Linked DNA regions of Oncorhynchus mykiss: region 1 is linked to region 2. Evidence: chromatin contacts called from public Hi-C data. All regions are on one chromosome and are shown on one strand. Each heading gives the region's core, a stretch centred on a gene start, on an enhancer-like site or on the middle of the called end of the contact. The rest is flanking DNA. Distances are from core to core; before and after follow the strand shown. Region 1 holds the start of LOC110532024 (prostaglandin E synthase 3). Region 2 holds the start of LOC110532017 (protein kinase C-binding protein 1).

What was found. Hi-C and Micro-C count contacts between places; a contact is called where the count stands out from the background.
Region 1: a contact with region 2 is called in a Hi-C map of liver, with 5 times the contacts expected there. The contact joins the promoter of LOC110532024 here to the promoter of LOC110532017 in region 2. A contact is called at or near these places in 2 of 3 Hi-C or Micro-C datasets (blood and liver).

What each region holds. Positions count from the first base shown.
Region 1 is chr9:39,332,719-39,338,401 of USDA_OmykA_1.1, reverse strand. LOC110532024 (prostaglandin E synthase 3) reads left to right here and starts at 4,248. Exons shown (of 8, transcript XM_021615610.2): 1 at 4,248-4,571. The coding sequence starts at 4,570. It overlaps LOC110532025 (nascent polypeptide-associated complex subunit alpha), which reads left to right. Exons shown (of 9, transcript XM_036987947.1): 8 at 1-93; 9 at 381-496. The coding sequence ends at 395. It overlaps LOC118966240 (a small nucleolar RNA gene), which reads left to right and starts at 238; the gene lies at 238-311.
Region 2 is chr9:39,016,387-39,022,346 of USDA_OmykA_1.1, reverse strand. It overlaps LOC110532017 (protein kinase C-binding protein 1), which reads left to right and starts at 2,886. Exons shown (of 21, transcript XM_036987938.1): 1 at 2,886-3,005.

The DNA of each region.
Region 1 (5,683 bases), core at 2,999-5,498, 310 kb before region 2:
ATTGAACTTGTGATGTCACAAGCCAACGTGTCGCGAGCGAAGGCTGTACGCGCCCTGAAAAACAACAACAACGACATTGTCAACGCAATTATGGTAAGTAATTTTTACCACACAATTCCCCTTGTCGCCAGACAAAATCATATCTGGCACAGGGTTCCCTTCACTCCAAATATTTGTAGATTTGAATTGTGTCCTGTGTCCAAGTTACCATGGGATCTACCAGCAGGAGATAATTTCTCTTCATTGATGATTGATACAGTGACTTTCGTTCTTCTGAGTCTACTGAAGCCAACCGTTCTGTCCTGAGAAGAGCAAAGCAGTGTTAACTATGATGGGGCTTAGTTTGTACATGCATCAACACATTGTTCTTATATTCACAGGAGTTGACGATGTAGGCTGCTGGAGTCGACAGGGTTCTGAAAAGTTGCTGATTTTAATCTATCGTTGGTACAATTTATACCCAAGATAGAAATAAAGATGTGGCTTGGTAAATCGATGCGGTTTCCCACTGTTGTCTTTCATTTTGTGAAATTATGCATCTGACACGTCGTCTCCAAGGAACACTGGTCTCCAAAGGATTTGTCTGAACAGGGATATTGAATACAGTTGAGTCCTTTATAGGTGTAAACTCTGCTCTGTTTTACTGAACTTTCAGAAGTCCTTTGTCTTAAATAATATTGTAGGACTGGATATCTTATCATTTCGGTAGTTCAATAGACATTCTACACAGAGGAGTGCACCACAGATTTAAGTCGGAAGGGTGGAGTTTTCATGAGCTGGTGCTGGAAATCTATCTACTGTTACTATGACTCATCAGAAGACGTCAAGTGAAAACTGCCCCTCTTGAGTTACTGATGGATCAAGGAAGCTGTGGCATGCACTCGGAAGGTTGGTAAATGGGAATACAAAGTGTAGTGTCTGATATTTTGGGCACCAAACCATTTCAAGCATTAGTATGCAATTAATTTGATACCCTAGAAATACCTGACTGATGCTTATGATAATATACCAGGCATCAACCCAGAGTGTTTCGAAGAGTAGGTATGTTAACCCCTGATACAGGGTGTTTCCCCATCATGATAAAGGCTAGGAAGAGCAACCGTAGATATGTGGTCAGACCAGGTCAACCACTTATTTTTTTAATTAAACTAGACAGGTCAGTTATGAACAAATTCTTATAATGACGGCCTAGGAACAGTGGGTTAACTGCCTTGTTCGGGGGCAGAGTGACAGATTTCTACCTTGTCAGCTCTGGGATTCGAGCTAGTAACCTTTTAGGTTACTGGCAAAACGCTCTAACCACTAGGCTACCTGGGGTCAAGTATGCTGCTATCTAGGGTTTGGCATTTTTCTTAATATACACTGCTCAAAAAAAATAAAGGGAACACTAAAATAACACATCCTAGATCTGAATGAATGAAATATTCTTATTAAATACTTTTCTTTACATAGTTGAACGTGCTGACAACAAAATCACATTATCAATGTATATCAAATTGATCAACCCATGGAGGTCTGGATTTAGAGTCGCACTCAAAATTAAAGTGGAAAACCACACTACAGGCTGATCCAACTTTGTAATGTCCTTAAAACAAGTCAAAATGAGGCTCTAGTGTGTGTGGCCTCCACGTGTATGTATGACCTCCCTACAACGCCTGGGCATGCTCCTGATGAGGTGTCGGATGGTCTCCTGAGGGATCTCCTCCCAGACCTGGACTAAAGCATCCGCCAACTCCTGGACAGTCTGTGGTGCAGCGTGGCGTTGGTGGATGGGAGCGAGACATGATGTCCCATATGTGCTCAATTGGATTCCGGTCTGGGGAACGGGCGGGCCAGTCCATAGCATCAATGCCTTCCTCTTGCAGGAACTGCTGACACACTCCAGCCACATGAGGTCTAGCATTGTCTTGCATTAGGAGGAACCCAGGGCCAACCGCACCAGCATATGGTCTCACAAGGGGTCTGAGGATCTCATCTCGGTACCTAATGGCAGCCCCCCAAAGAAATGCCACCCCACACCATGACTGACTGAATTTGCCAATCTTGGTGTTCTCTGGCAAATGCCAAACGTCCTGCGCGGTGTTGGGCTGTAAAGCACAACCCCCACCTGTGGACGTCGGGCCCTCATACCACCCTCATGGAGTCTGTTTCTGATCGTTTGAGCAGACACATGCACATTTGTGGCCTGCTAGAGGTCATTTTGCAGGGCTCTGGCAGTGCTCCTCTTTGCACAAAGGCGGAGGTAGCGGTCCTGCTGCTGGGTTGTTGGCCTCCTCCACGTCTCCTGATGTACTGGCATGTCTCCTGGTAGCGCCTCCATGCTCTGGACACCACGCTGACAGACACAGCAAACCTTCTTGCCACAGCTTGCATTGATGTACCATCCTGGATGAGCTGCACTACCTGAGCCACTTGTGTGGGTTGTAGACTCCGTCTCATGCTACCAGTGAAAGCACCGCCAGCATTCAAAAGTGACCAAAACATCAGCCAGGAAGCATAGGAACTTAGAAGTGGTCTGTGGTCACCACCTGCAGAACCACTCCTTTATTGGGGGTGTCTTGCTAATTGCCTATAATTTCCACCTGTTTTCTATTCCATTTGCACAACAGCATGTGACATTTGTCAATCAGTGTTGCTTCCTAAGTGGACAGTTTGATTTCACAGAAGTGTGATTGACTTGGAGTTACATTGTGTTGTTTAAGTGTTCCCTTTTATTTTTTTGAGCAGTGTATATATTTCACTGTGACCTGCTGCTGATTATCAGGCAGAGTGAGTGAGATTTCAGACACACAAAGAATTCGAACACATCCAATTTTGATAAACTCACATATACTGGGTGAAATACCACAGTGTGCCATCACAGCAGCAGTATTTGTGACCTGTTGCCACAAGAGATGGGCAACAGTGAAGAACCCATATTTATGTTCCCTTTTGTGCTTTAACTATTTGCACATCATTATATAGCCATAATATGACATTTGAAATGTATTCCTTTGGAACTTCTGTGTGTGTGTGTTTACTGAGCATTTTTTGTTTACCTATTTCACTTGCTTTGGCAATGTAAAAACATATGGTAGCTGAGTCACGTGAGTGAAGAGGCATTTTATTTAACTTGCCTAGTTAAATAAAGGTTAAGAACAAATTCGTATTTAAAATGACTGCCTACTCTGGCCAAACCATTCCCTGACCCGGACGACGCTGTGCCAATTGTGCGCTACCCTATGGGACTCCCGATCAAGGCCGGTTGTGATACAACCCAGGATCGAACCCGGGTCTGTAGTGACGCCTCTAGCACTGCATTGCCACTCAGGATCCCCAAGACAGAAGCACGTCATGACAACAACGTAGCAGTTGTAGGTATGCTATTTAGGTTGTCATTATGGAGACACCGATTTCCTTAACCTTTTCCATAAAATATTAACGCGCTGATGTGCGTCAAATACCGCGACAAAGCACAGGAAAACGACTTTAGGCGCCATAGAGCGCAGGAGATAAATTGGTTGAAACTGCCTTCTAATGTCGACTTTGCTTATGGAAAACCATATCAAGCAAAACATGCAGTCAGTCATTGGTAATCGAGCGAGGGACATTTCAAATTGAAGTTAAGTTAGTTCTGTTATGGGGAGAAGTCCACAATGAAACTGACATTACATGTTGAGAAGGATACATATGTTGGCCATTAAGTAGCCTAGTAATTTATATGCCTATGTAGGTTACTGTATCCAACCATTTAATTCAATGAATATGTTGAAATCACGGGCGGCATTGCAAATAAACGTGTGCCACTTGTGTAGCCTACCTGGTGCTGGCAAACTATTTAATAATTAGCCTCCATATTATTAATATGATTCAGTGATTGAAATTACAACCCTATCCTCAGTAGCCTATTCCAGCAAGCGTTTGGGCAACAGGAGCACTTCTTACCTCGTTATTTACGTTAAATGAGTCTCAATTTGAACTAAGCAAGCTGCTAAATCGTCCATTTTACATCTTGCCTAGGCTATCGGGGAAATGTAATTAGCCTATGCCTATTGAAATGACAAGTCAATCTCGCAAATATGCCACCTATAACGGTTTGTAGTTTTAACATCTGGCACAATTGACAAAAAATAGCCTAACATTTGTTATTTTTTAAATTACGTCAATAGTCCTTAATTCGCTCGATAACGTTATGTAAAAAATATATATATTTGGGGGGCTAATTGTGGCAACTCCCCTCTTGCTGCAGAAAAACAAAACATTTGGGCTAGTGTTCAGGCCTTGCCGTAGAATGTTGAGTAGTTCACTGGGCTTAAGAAAATGTGACTTGACCTGGCAACCCTGCTCGTGAAGGCTCTAGAAACGTCGAAGGCGCGGTAGCTGCGTCACAGCGTCAGGTCTGATTCGGAGTCCTCGAGGTGTAAGACAGGGTGGCCTTGCAGTGTGTAGAATACAATACACAGTTCTGTAGTTCGCGCACACTTTTCTACAGCCCATTGAAACGAAATCCCCACAAGGACAGTATTCTAAATTGAATTGTGTATCCCCAAGGAGACGGCGATCACAACGGCATTTGACATACAACAAGACATGTAAGTTTGAGGAATGGCGAACGCGTGCTCCTGTACAATTTTAGCCAGCAAAAGGACGCTAGCGCCAGTAGCTAGCTAACGTCGTTGGGTTCGTTATGCTGCTAGCTACCTAGCATACCAACATGCTTTTGCGAAAGACGGGAGGAACACCTAGCGATGATGGGCCTTCTTTCATAGCTATCTGTTAACTACCAAGCTAATTTACAATGCAAGTTCATGAGAATGCCAATGACCATCATTTGATAACTAGCGCTAGCTACTAACGTTAGCCAACTTAATATTTACTAGTTTTCTGTTTACTCAGTCCCTTTTGGCTAATGGGAATTTTGCCCATTAGTAGAAACTAACTAGTTAACTGGCTAACTATCTAGCTTACAGTAACGGAAGTTGGCTGGCTAGCTAACGCGTTAGTGTGGTCAAGTGCATGGCTCCGCATGGCGTGTTTTCCTGTCCATGTTCCAGTGAGCTAACGCTAGCTAACTAGCCAGGTAGCAAAACATATTCTACAACTGATTAACTTTATTAACTAGCTAGATTAGTTAGCATATAGATAAATCACCATGGGTTGGCCTTACCTACCTAGCTAGTTAGCTTACGTTAGCCACAGAACGGAAATCCATTCACGAGATGTAACGTTAGCGTTCAAAGAGCTCTATCTAGCCTAAGTAGTTAGCCAGCTTAAGAGGATTTATAGAAATAATGAACGATGCATCGTTTTGCTGGGACGAAATGTTTATTCATACCGTGCAAATGGTTAGATAATGTCCAGTTGCTCTCAACAAAATGAAAGACTGTTTATCCTACTGCTGACTGTAGCTGTATGGAAGCCAAGCGAGATTGCTATACAGCATGCTCATTGTTGACTGTCCTTAATAGTAGCTAACGTGCATTCGGAAAGTATTCAGGCACGTTGACTTTTCCCACATTTTATGTTAAAGCCTTATTCTAAAATGAATGGGGGGGGGAAATCCCCCTCACCTGTACACACACTACTCCTTAATGACAAATATATAACTTGTCTGTAGAAATGTTAGCAAATGTATTTAAAATAAAAACAGCTGATTCTACAACTTCATTGGCATTCTCCTGTGGTAAATTCAATTGATTGGACA
Region 2 (5,960 bases), core at 1,637-4,136:
CCCAGCCAGGTGGATTAGAAAGGCCTGCTCGCTGAAGTGTTTCAGGGAGCGTTTGACATTGATGAGTGGAAGCCGTTTGACTGCTGACCCATTATGGATGCAGGCAATGAGGCAGTGATCGCTGAGATCTTCGTTGAAAACAGCAGAGGTGTATTTAGAGGGCAAGTTGGTTAGGATGATATCTATGAGGGTGCCCGTGTTTACGGCTTTGGGGTGGTACCTGGTAGGTTCATTGATAATTTGTGCGAGATTGAGGGCATCAAGCTTAGATTGTAGGATGGCTGGGGTGTTAAGCATGTTCCAGTTTAGGTCGCCTAGCAGCATGAGCTCTGAAGATAGTTGGGGGGCAATCAGTTTACATATGGTGTCCAGAGCATAGCTGGGGGCAGAGTGTGGTCTATAGCAGGCGGCAACGGTGAGAGACTTGTTTTTAGAGAGGTGGATTTTTAAAAGTAGAAGTTCAAATTGTTTGGGTACAAACCTGGATAGTAGGACAGAACTCTGCAGGCTATCTTTGCAGTAGATTGCAACACCGCCCCCTTTGGCCGTTCTATCTTGTCTGACAATGTTGTAGTTAGGGATGAAAATTTCAGAATTTTTGGTGGTCTTCCTAAGCCAGGATTCAGACACGGCTAGAACATCCGGGTTGACAGAGTGTGCTAAAGCAGTGAATATAACAAACTTAGGGAGGAGGCTTCTAATGTTAACATGCATGAAACCAAGACTATTAAGGTTACAGAAGTCATCAAAAGAGAGCGCCTGGGGAATAGGACTGGAGCTAGGCACTGCAGGGCCTGGATTCACCTCTACATCACCAGAGGAACAGAGGAGGAATAGGATAAGGGTACGGCTAAAAACTATGAGAATTGGTCGTCTAGAACGTCTGGAACAGAGAGTAAAAAAGGAGGTTTCTGGGGCGATAAAATAGCTTCAAGGTATAATGTACAGACAAAGGTATGGTAGGATGTGAATATAGTGGAGGTAAACCTAGGTATTGAGTGTTGATGAGAGAGATATTGTCTCTAGAAACATAATTGAAACCAGGCGATGTCATCGCATGTGTGGGTTGAAAGGTTGGAAAAGGTATAGTGAGCAGGGCTAGAGGCTCTACAGTGAAAGAAGCCAATAAACACTAACCAGAACAGCAAAGGAAAAGGCATATTGACATTAAGGAGAGGCATGCTTAGTCGAGTGATCATAAGGGTCCAGTGAGTAGTGAGGTTAGTTGGGGTCACGGCGATTCAGACAGCTAGCCGGGCCATCGGTAGCAAGCTAGCATATGATGGAGGTCTGTTTTTAGCCACCTCGTGCGTTTCCGTCGGTAGATTAGTGGGGTTCCGTGTGGTAGAGGGGATCAATCCAATTGTCAAAATAGATATAGTTATAGTGACCCAAGAAAAATTGTCCGGTAGACCTATTCAGATAGCAGCTGATAAGACAGCTAACAATTAGCGGGCCTCAGATGGGCGTTCAGGTAATGTCGTGACAGAGGGGCCAGTTGGATAACTCCCTCGGGCAGATAACGTCGGTAGTCCAGTCGTGAAGGCCAAGTGGGGCTCCGCATTGGCAGTAAAACGGGTCTGGATAGGTGATTGTAGCCTAGGAGTGGCTGATGGAACTCTTCAGCTGGCTAGCTCCGGAATAATTGATGTTTGCACCGGGATCAACGTAAGCCAATAGTCAAACGGATAGCAGCTAGCTAGCTGTGAGATCCAGGTGTAAATGTCCAGAGCTTGCCGTTGAAATCCGGGGATATGGAGAGAAAAATAGGTCCGGTATGTTCTGGTCTGAGTCACGTTGTACAAAACTGCAGATAGATTTTCGAGCTAAAGGATAGCTGATGACCACAAACTGTGGTTAGCTGAATACTAACGTTAGCCAGTAAACTGGTTAGCTTCTGGCTAGCTTCTGGTTAGCTTCTGGTTAGCTTCTGGCTAGCTTCTATTGTAGATTTCAGATTTGAGGTAAATAATATATATTTTTTAAATTGGTGAGGCGGGTTGCAGGAGAATGTTTTGAAGTTGAGTTTTTGGAAAATAAAATATATAAAAGATATGCGAAGAAAGGTGTAAATATATATATATATATACGGGACACGACAAGACGAGGACAAAGGACGTCTGACTGCTATGCCATCTTGGGCTTAGCTCATAGTAAGTGTAAGTACATTATTTTGTTTCGGAGGTGAATGTATCAAACCAGTTCCGTGATAAAAGTTTTTTGTTGTTGTGCACTCGCCTCAAACAATAGCATGGCATTTTTTCACTGTAATAGCCACTGTAAATTGGACAGGGCAGTTTGATTAACAATCATTTAAGATTTCTGCCCATATAAGACATGTCTATGTCCTGGAAAGTTGCTGTTACTTACAACATCATTCTAGTCACATTACCACCCGTTAGTTAGCGCATCAGCCGTCCGGGTATAGGGACAGCGATCCTGTAGAGGTTTTAATATGGGAGAGTGATCTTTTCACTTGTAGTTAGCGCATCAGCCGTCCGGGTATAGGGACAGCGATCCTGTAGAGGTTTTAATATGGGAGAGTGATCTTTTCACTTGTCACATATTCAAATTCCTTTATTACATCATGTCATAGCTTGCAATAAGTATTATTTTGAGGAAACCCACATTTTGCTTCTAAAGTTGTGACAAGTTACTATGATATTCCTTCTTAAATGGCTCGATAACGTTATGGAAAAAGGGTTTATTGTATACATATGGCAACTCCTCTTGCTGTGAAAAAACATAATAATTGGGCTAGTTTCAGGCCTTTGTGCGGGTTTTGAGAGGTCATTGGGCAATACATTTTGAGCAGAACCTGGCAACCCTGAACGGTTGTTTCGCGCGGAACAGCGCATGATCAAGCCTTCAAATCAACCGCACTAGTTTGACATAACGACATAATATTCTGTTGCTAGGATAGGGGTGTGTTAAACTCATTCCGCGGAGGGCGGGGTGTCTGCGGGTTTTTGTTTTTTCTTTTCAATGAAGACCTTGACAACCAGGTGAGGGGAGTAATTTACTAATTTATGAATTTAATTCATCAATCAAATACAAGGGTCAAGTGAAAACACGCAGCCAGACACTCCGTGGAATGAGTTTGACACTTGTGCTAGGACGAGAAAGTTATTCAAATGCTTCCTCCCGGCTGTTCTTACTCCATTGAATTTGAAATGTAAAATTAAGTTTAGGGTAGGAACGTCCAAAGGATTCGGATAGCACTGACCCAGTTCCTACACATGAACTGCCCATAGGACGTAGCTAGAAAATCCCGCCTCGTTGAACTCATGATTGACACTAGGCTGAACAAATGGCGTGCAAGGGAATTGATGGAGGAGGTGTCGGGAAGCCTCCTATCCCAAGTCATGAGGAGGAAGATCTATATTGAATTCATATATATCCTATTACACTGCGTTTTTAATCATGTAATTATTATGTGTAAATAGTAAGTCATCTAATTCCTAATTCTATGATTGCATACTCCTCGCTCCTCTGCTCCTTATCAACATCTCTTTGCATGAGAAGGTCAGAGGGGAGGAGCCTTTGGCTTTTCATCCAATGGCTTTTGAGAAGGAGATTTTCCAATGTTGAAGCAACGAAGGGGATACCAAAGACTGTACAGAATGTTTAGAGACTATGTGGGGAAAACGTTACCTCCAAGCCATTTTTCATTCTGTCCAGTCATAAATATTGTTCTATAGCTGTCTTCATTTCCGGGTACGTATTGATTGTTTTACGTGAAAGACCATTTATTCCTTTAGTTTAAGTAACATAAAGCGTTTTAAAATAGGCACATTTCTCAATGTGAACCGGGAAACGGTTGTTATTAGCTAGCTAGGTACAGTAACGCGTTAGGCTAACTTTGCTATCCGGCAGAGCACACTGAACGCAAAGAAAGTTGGGGTAAATCCAGTTTGATATAGTTAGCGACACTTTGCAAGTGTAAAGTATATTTAAGTACTGTAGATAGACAAAAGGAAACAACCTAGCTAGCAATAATATAGTCTCACCCTACTGTTAATGCCTTTCACCCTGGCCTGTCATTTATTCAGCCATGCCTGACCTCCTGACCCCAGCCCTCACATTCAAGAATAACAACGTTGTGCAACATATTTATTTTAGAATAGGTTGTCAAACCATATCGATATGAGTTGTTATGGCATGATTTGGCTTCGCCATATCAATTGTACATATGCCAGAAATCAGATATCTCAATGTCTGCATGTCCCTGTAGTGGGAGTACAGTGATGGATGACTTTTTCTGTACACTTCACTTTTTAAACCTAGCTAACTCCTAACTGTTCCATGAACATTACACAATGGTCAAGGGACCAGGAGTATGAGCTGATTGAAAACCAATCAAAGTAGGCCTAACCCTTTCAACAACATTTGCCATACAAATTTGTCAAACAAGTGTTCACTATAACCTGGCCTAGATTCCCAAAAAGAGCATGTAGCAAAGGGCTCAGAGCTATAACCATCTGGCCAAACAGTTGTCCTTTTAGGCAACATAGAGCATAAATTGTTCAGAGGAGCATACGTCTTATCTATTTAGGCTAGATAGCTGTCAAATTAGGCAAGGCGACTAAAGTAACATTTAGCACTTGACCAGTGACACGTATTCATATGGAGACATCAGGCAGGCGTGAAGAGTGAGGGTTTTGGGGCGGCAGGTAGCCTAGTGGTTAGAGCATTGGACTAGTAACCGGAAGTTTGCCAGATCGAATCCCCGAGCTGACAAGGTAAACATCTGTTGTTCTGCCCCTGAACAAGGCAGTTAACCCACTGTTCATTGTAAATAAGGAGGGGTTCTTAACTGACTTGAGAGGTTAAATTAAAAATAAAAAAAACCTGCATTTAAAATAGCCTGACTGTCGCTTTTCTCCATGTATTCACTAGAGGACAGCATTGCACATGTGTTTGTTATAAAACCAATGACCTCTGTGTTCTTAAAGCCCCACTTCTCCACCAAGCACACATCCTGTGCTCACAACAACATTTCCTTTGTATAGATATAATCACTTTTCTATTCACAAGCCGTCCCTGTGGCAAGGAATGGGGGGCAAATGGCGAGGGCACAGTGAATGGTAATCGAAGTTACAAGCACAGAGTGTTACCATTGCTTGTAACCTCTGTGTTGTGAGTGTGGCCTGGTTGGCTATTTAAAACCTACTCTAATTGACAAACTCCTGTCTGAGATCACAAACGATAACAGACGGGCTGTTACCTAGGTATAGTGAATTATTGATGATATCACAAAGCACATGATGCAAGCAGGAGGTTTCTTGGAACACACCTACATGCACACACTAACCTTCTTGGGTCTGGCATTACAAAATCCCATCCCTTTCCCCAACTTTTGTCATGTATTACGCACCCTTTCCAACCTCAATTGTAGGACCAGAAATTAACTAGCCTAAGCCTGCCTATATGTTATGGATTAGGCCTTATAGAATACTCCAAAACAATAACCATCCACAAACTAGAATATTCCACAGCTGGGACATCCTTACAACAAACGTACACACAGCCCCAAAATTAGCCATTTTTATAGGTATTTTATATATTTATTTTCAAAACTTAATTTTAGCAAAAACAATATGGGCCTTTCATTTTGAGGAGGTCCATTTGCATGTTTTTTTAGTCTATTTGGCCTGTACTTTAAAATAATGCTTTTTGGCCTGATGATTTATTAATAATTATGAAAGTATTATTTTTCCACCAACATTTTTTAAAAGCTATTAGCAGATCATTGTCTCCCGTCATGAAATAGTGTACATAACAGCTATACTTTTATTTTGGAACAAGCCCATATATAGCCTTTTGTATAGAATTAATTTATATTTATTACAGAATATTTGTAACCTGTTTCCTTTTATGTTAATCCAAATTTTTATATAATATGGATTTACCATTTAGTTATTTTTAATTCCATTAATGTTATAGGGAAAGATTCCCTG